2 separate regions of the Sus scrofa genome follow, and region 2 is linked to region 1. A link is a contact called in public Hi-C data. All regions are on one chromosome and are shown on one strand. Each heading gives the region's core, a stretch centred on a gene start, on an enhancer-like site or on the middle of the called end of the contact. The rest is flanking DNA. Distances are from core to core; before and after follow the strand shown.

Region 1 (3,456 bases), core at 712-3,211:
GTCCCATGGAGACAGCAACGACCACAACTATGGGAGGAATCATTAGATAGCCTCAAGCTGAGACAGTTTACACACAGCTTACGCTTAGAGCAGAGCTTTATAAAGACCCCGGCATCTATCTATGGGTCTTTTCTCCAGGTTTTAGAAATCAACCTGGAGATTATCCTTAGGATAGTTTTGCTTCCTTGTCCCCCCTTTCTTCTGTCATTTGCCCAAATTCTACCTCTTGTCAAAGATAATGGTTCCTCCCTACCTCTGCTAACCTTTGGATTTTTAAAATGTTGCCAACAATGAAAGTGTATTTATAAAATTAATACATTTTAGAAATTTCCAATCACCAGATTAAAGGGACAGATGTGAACACAGCACTAACAGTGTAAATTATAAAGGACACTTAAACACGTATGCTCACCTTGCATCCTTCCAAGACCCTGTGAGGTGCCTGTGGTGGTCCTCTTTTGCACAGGAGGCATTGAGGTTAAGAGAATTTGAGAAGATTGTGGTATGTCACCCAACAAGGGGCAGAGCTAGAACTAGAACTCAGTCTGGCTGATGGAGAAGCCCCCATGTGTTCCTCTAACATGCTATGCTGCCTCCCAGCGATGGTGTATTCACTCCTTAGTAAGGCGTAAATAAAAACTTCCATAGTAAATAGTGTTCAGTTTTATGGTACTATAGACGTAGTAACATCATTCAACATTTCCTTTAATGACTGTTTAATAATCAGTATATCTCTGCACCATCCACAGCTCCTCATTTTAATACTCTTGTACTCAGAATTGTTTAGCAAAGGACCTTGGCAGGTGGGTGAGTTTGGGTAGGAGGTGAGGACAGCAAAAGCCACAAAACCGTTGGAAATTGAGACTGGGTATCACAGCGTAAATACCATACACCCCTGCAAGCTTTGGGGACACTAGTTACTGGTATTAACCAGCAGAGTAAAACTTAGAGGCCAAGCCCTATGTAAACTGTGTGTGTGTGTCCCCGTTCGTCCGTCTGTCCATCTCCATCCATCTCCCACAGGATCCTGCATGACTGCTATACCACCTGAATGAATGTACCCTTTTTGTGGTGGTAGCAGTTTTTCACTCTTCTTTTATGCTTGATTGTTAGTGTCTTGGTTAGTGATCTTTTTATTAATTTTTTTCTTAGGCAACATAAACAATAGAAGATTTCACTTGAGTTTTCTTACCGTTGTATATCATTATTACTGGAATACTTCATACAACCTATTTAACTTAATTGGAATGTGTACACATACACAGGCCTGAACTGCCCTTTTCCCTGTAATGTTAGAAAATACAGCTCTGTGTACATTAGGGAATTTGCTTTGAGTCATAGACCCACCCTTTACTCTGTGTGTGAACAGTGAGGTATAGAAAGAACAATTTTTAGGATCTCGATTCTGGTTTCCTACCTTCCTGTCATTTTAAATCTTCCCTTGGTCAGGTAAATAAAATTCAATGAGCCTCATAAAACTAGGGTTGTATCACATATAATTAATTGAGTGGGTTCATCTGAGGATTCCTCATGGTCTTCCATGAGGAAGGTCTTCTGTGAGCTGTACCTTCATCTGTGCCCCTGGTTGAAGCCCCTGAATAGTTAAAAGGAAATTGTGTTAATTAAAATTAGTCATCAGTTGGATCTGTCTTTCCACCAGCTTGCATGAATGATGCCTTGCCTTCCTTTCTGACAGGTACTCAACTAGAGGATTTTTTCGAGCTCCAGTTTTTCTAATTCACATCTAGCCTATAAACACTAAACTGGCATAGTTAAAGGGATCCTAGACTAAGCCTTTTATCAAGCAAATATATCCCTGTAATGACATCTTATTTGTCATTAAATGTAGTTTTGTTGTGAGTTCAGGTTTTCTGCTGAAGGGTACATCTGGCTAGACAGCTGGAGGCTGAACTGCAGGCCTTGTGTTGCTGTCTGAACCCCACCCCTGGAATGTTCCAGGCAGCTTTCTGTGCTTCCTTCCTTAGCTGAGCACTGATGAGCTTGCAGGGTGTGAGAAGGAAAGTCACACATCCTCCTGGCCCCTTTTGCTACACTCTTCTTTAGCTTGTTACTGTTCTCACGGCTAGCTTATTTAAAATCAAAATTTAAGAAAACTTATCCTCCAAATTTTGACCCTTCCCGAGTTCCAGAATTCCAAAAAAATTTTGTTGAATAAATACTAAATAATAAAACATTTATTTAGTAATATATGTAATCCCTGTAACAAACTAGAAGCTGGGGTGGTAGGGGGAGGGTATTGTAAGGCTGAAAGGGAGGGAGTGAATGCCGTCTGTCTAGCCATTGTGTTACAGGGGCTGGAAACCCGGAGCCCACTGAGCAGAGAGCTCTCCCGAGAACAGACTGGATGGGAATCCTCTCTACACCACTTAGAAGTTGTGTGACCTCAGGGAAGTTACTTCACCTTTCTGTGCCTCGGTTTCCTTGTACAAGAGAGGAAAGTAATAGTGCCTGGCATGCAGGGTTCGTGTGAGGATTAAATAAGTTAATACATGCAAAGAACTTAAACCTACATGGCCCATAAATGCTCAGTAGGTATAAGCTGTTCTGAAACTAAAGAAAGAGAACCCAGAAGTCGTGTGGTTTGGCGGAATATTGACCACGTTCTCTTCCCTTCCTCTTCCTCTGCCCTCTCTGAACCACTTTGCTCACTTGTTTGTTTGTGTGCTTTTCAGGGCCACACCCACAGCATATGGAGGTTCCCAAGCTAGGGGTCGAATCTGAGCTGTAGTTGCCGGCCTGCACCACAGCCACAGCAACGCAGGATCCAAGCCACATCTACGACCTACACCACAGCTCATGGCAACGCCAGATCTTTAACCCACTGAGCAAGGCCGGTGATCGAACCTGCATCCTCATGGTTACTGTCTGTATTTGTTTCTGCTGCACAAGGGGAATTCCCTATTTTGCTTACTTGTGAATCCATCCTGTCTCCTGTTTCTCTTCTAGCTTAAGAATTTCCAGCAAAAATGTGTAGAATAAATACATGCTTTGGAGGGCACAAACCAGGTGTACCTTTCAGCTAAAGTGACTGCATCATATAGTCATTTTATGACAATGGAAAGCTCATTTCTTAAATGGGTTTAACCTTTTGATTGGCTTGATGATAAGACAGGACAGTTAGATCTAAAGGATGAGCATGGAGGGCACGGCATTATGCTTTTAGGAGAGAAGTTTTCTCCGCAGAGCCCACTTGTCTTGGTTTTAGTTGCTGTATTTTGTATGGGTGATACTCAAGAAAGCATAATGGAAATCAAAACCAAAGAGCAGAGTTATTCCTCAGGCCTCCAGTGCCTGTGTGTCTTTCCAGAATTCCTGATCCTCACCAAGGCCCCACTGACCTCAAAGGGCCCTTCTTGCCAGGCTTGAAGTACATCTGAGCCAGGGGGCTGGGATTCCAGCCAAAGCTGAATGAAGGTGCAAAATATATGACTAAAA
Region 2 (3,355 bases), core at 577-3,076, 200 kb after region 1:
AAATCTTTGCAAGTGAAGCAACAGACAAGAGACTAATCTCCAAAATTTATAAACAACTTCTGCAGCTCCATACCAAAAAAACAAACAAGCCTATCAAAAAATGGGCAGAAGATCTAAACAGACAGTTCTCCAAAGAAGACATACAGATGGCCGAGAAACACATGAAAAGATGTTCAACATCACTCATTATTAGAGAAATGCAAATCAAAACCACTAGGAGGTACCACCTTACACCAGCCAGAATGACCATCATCAAAAAGTCTACAAACAATAAGTGCTGGAGAGGGTGTGGAGAAAAAGGAACCCTAGTACACTGTTGGTGGGATTGTAAAGTGGTGCAACCACTGTGGAAAGCAGTATGGAGATTCCTCAGAAGACTAAACATAGAACTACCATTTGATCCAGTAAGCCCACTCCTGGGCATCTACCCAGAGAAAACCATGACTCAAAAACATACATGTACTCCAATGTTCATTGCAGCACTATTTACAATAGCCAAGACATGGAAACAACCTAAATGTCCATCAACAGAGGAGTGGATCCAGAAGAGGTGGTACATATGCACAATGGAATATTACTCAGCCATTAAAAAGAACGAAATACCAGCATTTTTAGCAACATGGATGGACCTAGAAACTATCATGCTAAGTGAAGTCAGCCATACAATGAGACACCAACATCAAATGCTTTCACTGATGTGTGGAATCTGAAAAAAAGGACAGACTGAACTTCTTTGCAGAACAGATGCTGACTCACATACATTGAAAAACTTATGGTCTCTAAGGAGACAGTTTGGGGGTTGGGGGGTTGTGCTTGGGCTGTGGGATGGAAATCCTGTGAAATCAGATTGTTAGGATCATTATACAACTACAGATGTGATAAATTCATTTAAGTAATAAAAAAAGTTTAATAAAAAAATATATATATATATTTATATCTTTAAACACACACAAACACCCTGTCCTCTATATCGAAAGATAAATAGCATCCTGGTAACAGTGCTTTCTTGGAGGGGGAGGGAAACTGGTTAGTTTTGGAGCAGAGATCAGTAAGATATTCACTTTTCACTAAACTTGTGTTTCATGTGTATGCATTATTTGAAAAACATAATCAAATACTTTTAAAAATCCAGTTATGTTTTCTGAATCTATTGGATGGCCTTTTTGCTGAATAATATACAGCAGAAGTGAAAGAACAAGTGAGAATGATGACTTAGAAAACAAAGTGTGTACTAATTCACTTCAAGAGGAAGAATGAACTACATGTATGATTGGACTTGTTCAACAATAAAGAATGGGATCTTGATGTTTTATTTCTTTCGCTTCATACCAGATAAAGAATTTCTTGGCCAGTTCAAGATAATATTGATACTGAGGATCAGGTACTATAAAAAATGCTTTTAATACATAATTGTATTTAGTATTCCCAACTGCTTTATGAAATAAATGTTAACGCACACATTGATAGCTAATAGTAGAGCCTAAGTTTGACCTCAAAATACTTACTAAATTATATCATGTAAGCAGTAGCTTAATATTTTGAGCTCTAGTTTTTAAAGTTGAATAGGATAGTTTTCTTCAAATTGCATTGTGAAGTCCAACAGAAATGATAATGTAGGTAAAGACTTGCAAAGAGATTTAAAAGCTATTACTCTAAAATAGTGAATGGTATTCTACCAGATGGAGAATTCCTTATTTTGAACACTTTGCTTTGTTTAAAAAAAAAAAAAAAAAAAAAAATGTGTTGAGAGAGCCACCTTGTGTTCTAAATTTGAAAATACACATTTTTGAAACATTCAGTATACTTTCATTTTCAGGGCTCTGTTTTCAATTCGCTGATTACCGAGGTACCATATTTCATGAATGCTGGATTCACACTTTCAAAGGGACAAAGACAAGTGATAGCAGTGTCTATGTCTCCACTTTTAATTGTAGCAGCTAATACAGTGACATACATAAAGTAGGCAATGTCAAGTTGTCATTTAACCATCATTCTATTCCTAGGAAACAGCAAAAGGGAAGAAAAAAGAAAAAAAAAAGGAGGATAGTAGGAACTTTGAGTTGGTGGCAGGGAAGGTTGAGGGGAAGTGTGGAGGAGTAGAATCTTAAACTTGCATAAAGCTTTTTAACTTCTGAAAACTACTTTCATTTCTATTAGTGCAATTGAAAAAAATACATGGAGACTGAGTTCAGGACCTCTAACTGAAAGGCGAAGCTTTGTAGTCACCCCTCGCAGTACTGGCTCTTTCATTCAGTCAATATGTTAAAATACTGTTGAACACTTATGACATAGTCACCATGTTAGATGTAGGGAATATCAAAATAAATATGTCTTTACCTGAAGGTGTTCACTATCTAGTGGGAGAAATCATAAATAACTAAAATGTATTATAAACAATGGAGAAAAGCGATGTATACAAATTTTTATGGAACACAGAGGACAGAAATAGTAACAATAACAATGCTAAATATTTGTGAGTAAATTTTAAAAGTATTTTTTTTGGTTGTCAGAACAATCTGATACATGAGAATAGTAGCTTACCCAGCGTGTCATAGCTACCAAGTAAAGAAGAGAAAACTCTAATCCAATTCCTCTGATTCCAAATTTCATAGTTCTTCAACATATACTGCAATTCCTGAGAAAGTATTGAATTGAGAGCACAGGACTTGAAATGCAGAAAACCTATATTCAAACCTAGACCTTCCATATAGTGTGGAATCTGGTCAAGTAACCAGACCTCTAGAGTGACTTCCTCCCTTTGAAAATCAGGATAATGATACCAACTTCTCAGTATTAGTTTGAATACTAATTGAGGTATTTTTTTTTCTTGTTATGGCCACACTTGTGGCATATGGAAGTTCCCGAGGAAGTGTCCAGGCCAAAGGTCAAATCAGAGTGGCAGCTGAGGCCTACACCACAGCCACAGCAACATGGGATCCAAGCCGCATCTGCCACCTACGCCACAGCTTGGGGCAACGCCAGATCCTCAACCCACTGAGGATCAAACCCGCATCCTCACAGCAGCAATGTCATGTCCTTAACCTACTGAGCCACAACAGGAATTCCTAATGGGAGTAACATTTATAACATGCTTGGTGTAATGCCTGGCAATGTAAACATTCAATAATAGTACATTATTGTACCTAGATGACTTTTTATTTTTAGATACAAATGCAGTATTTAACCATCCAAAATAGATGCCCAACTAGAATGGAAACTAGTCAGTATTTCTCACTAATGCATAATAGCTGAATATCAGCCGTGGGCCTCTAAAACTGAAAGAAAGAGAGTAAGTTTCAATGTTTATTAGCTATTAAGCCAAGCACATAAAAGTGAAATTGTTTAATCTTTCTTT

The links. A called contact is a pair of places that touch in the nucleus more often than the background predicts.
Region 2: a contact with region 1 is called in a Hi-C map of retroperitoneal adipose tissue, with 1.6 times the contacts expected there. The contact joins two enhancer-like sites. A contact is called at or near these places in 5 of 47 Hi-C or Micro-C datasets (embryonic fibroblasts, heart right ventricle, retroperitoneal adipose tissue and 1 more) and 1 of 2 datasets of contacts at active chromatin or transcription factors (skeletal muscle).

What each region holds. Positions count from the first base shown.
Region 1 is chr16:27,277,515-27,280,970 of Sscrofa11.1, forward strand. The region is part of intron 1 of GHR (growth hormone receptor); the gene reads left to right. Among named protein-coding and RNA genes, the nearest start is that of GHR, 20 kb to the left of the region's middle. Within about 2 kb of position 1,962, at least 8 of the 83 cell types and tissues checked have an H3K27ac peak or open chromatin away from gene starts, as enhancers often do. A contact at or near this core is called in retroperitoneal adipose tissue, where this site is marked.
Region 2 is chr16:27,481,770-27,485,124 of Sscrofa11.1, forward strand. The region is part of intron 2 of CCDC152 (coiled-coil domain-containing protein 152); the gene reads left to right. Among named protein-coding and RNA genes, the nearest start is that of CCDC152, 8.8 kb to the left of the region's middle. Within about 2 kb of position 1,827, at least 18 of the 83 cell types and tissues checked have an H3K27ac peak or open chromatin away from gene starts, as enhancers often do. A contact at or near this core is called in retroperitoneal adipose tissue, where this site is marked.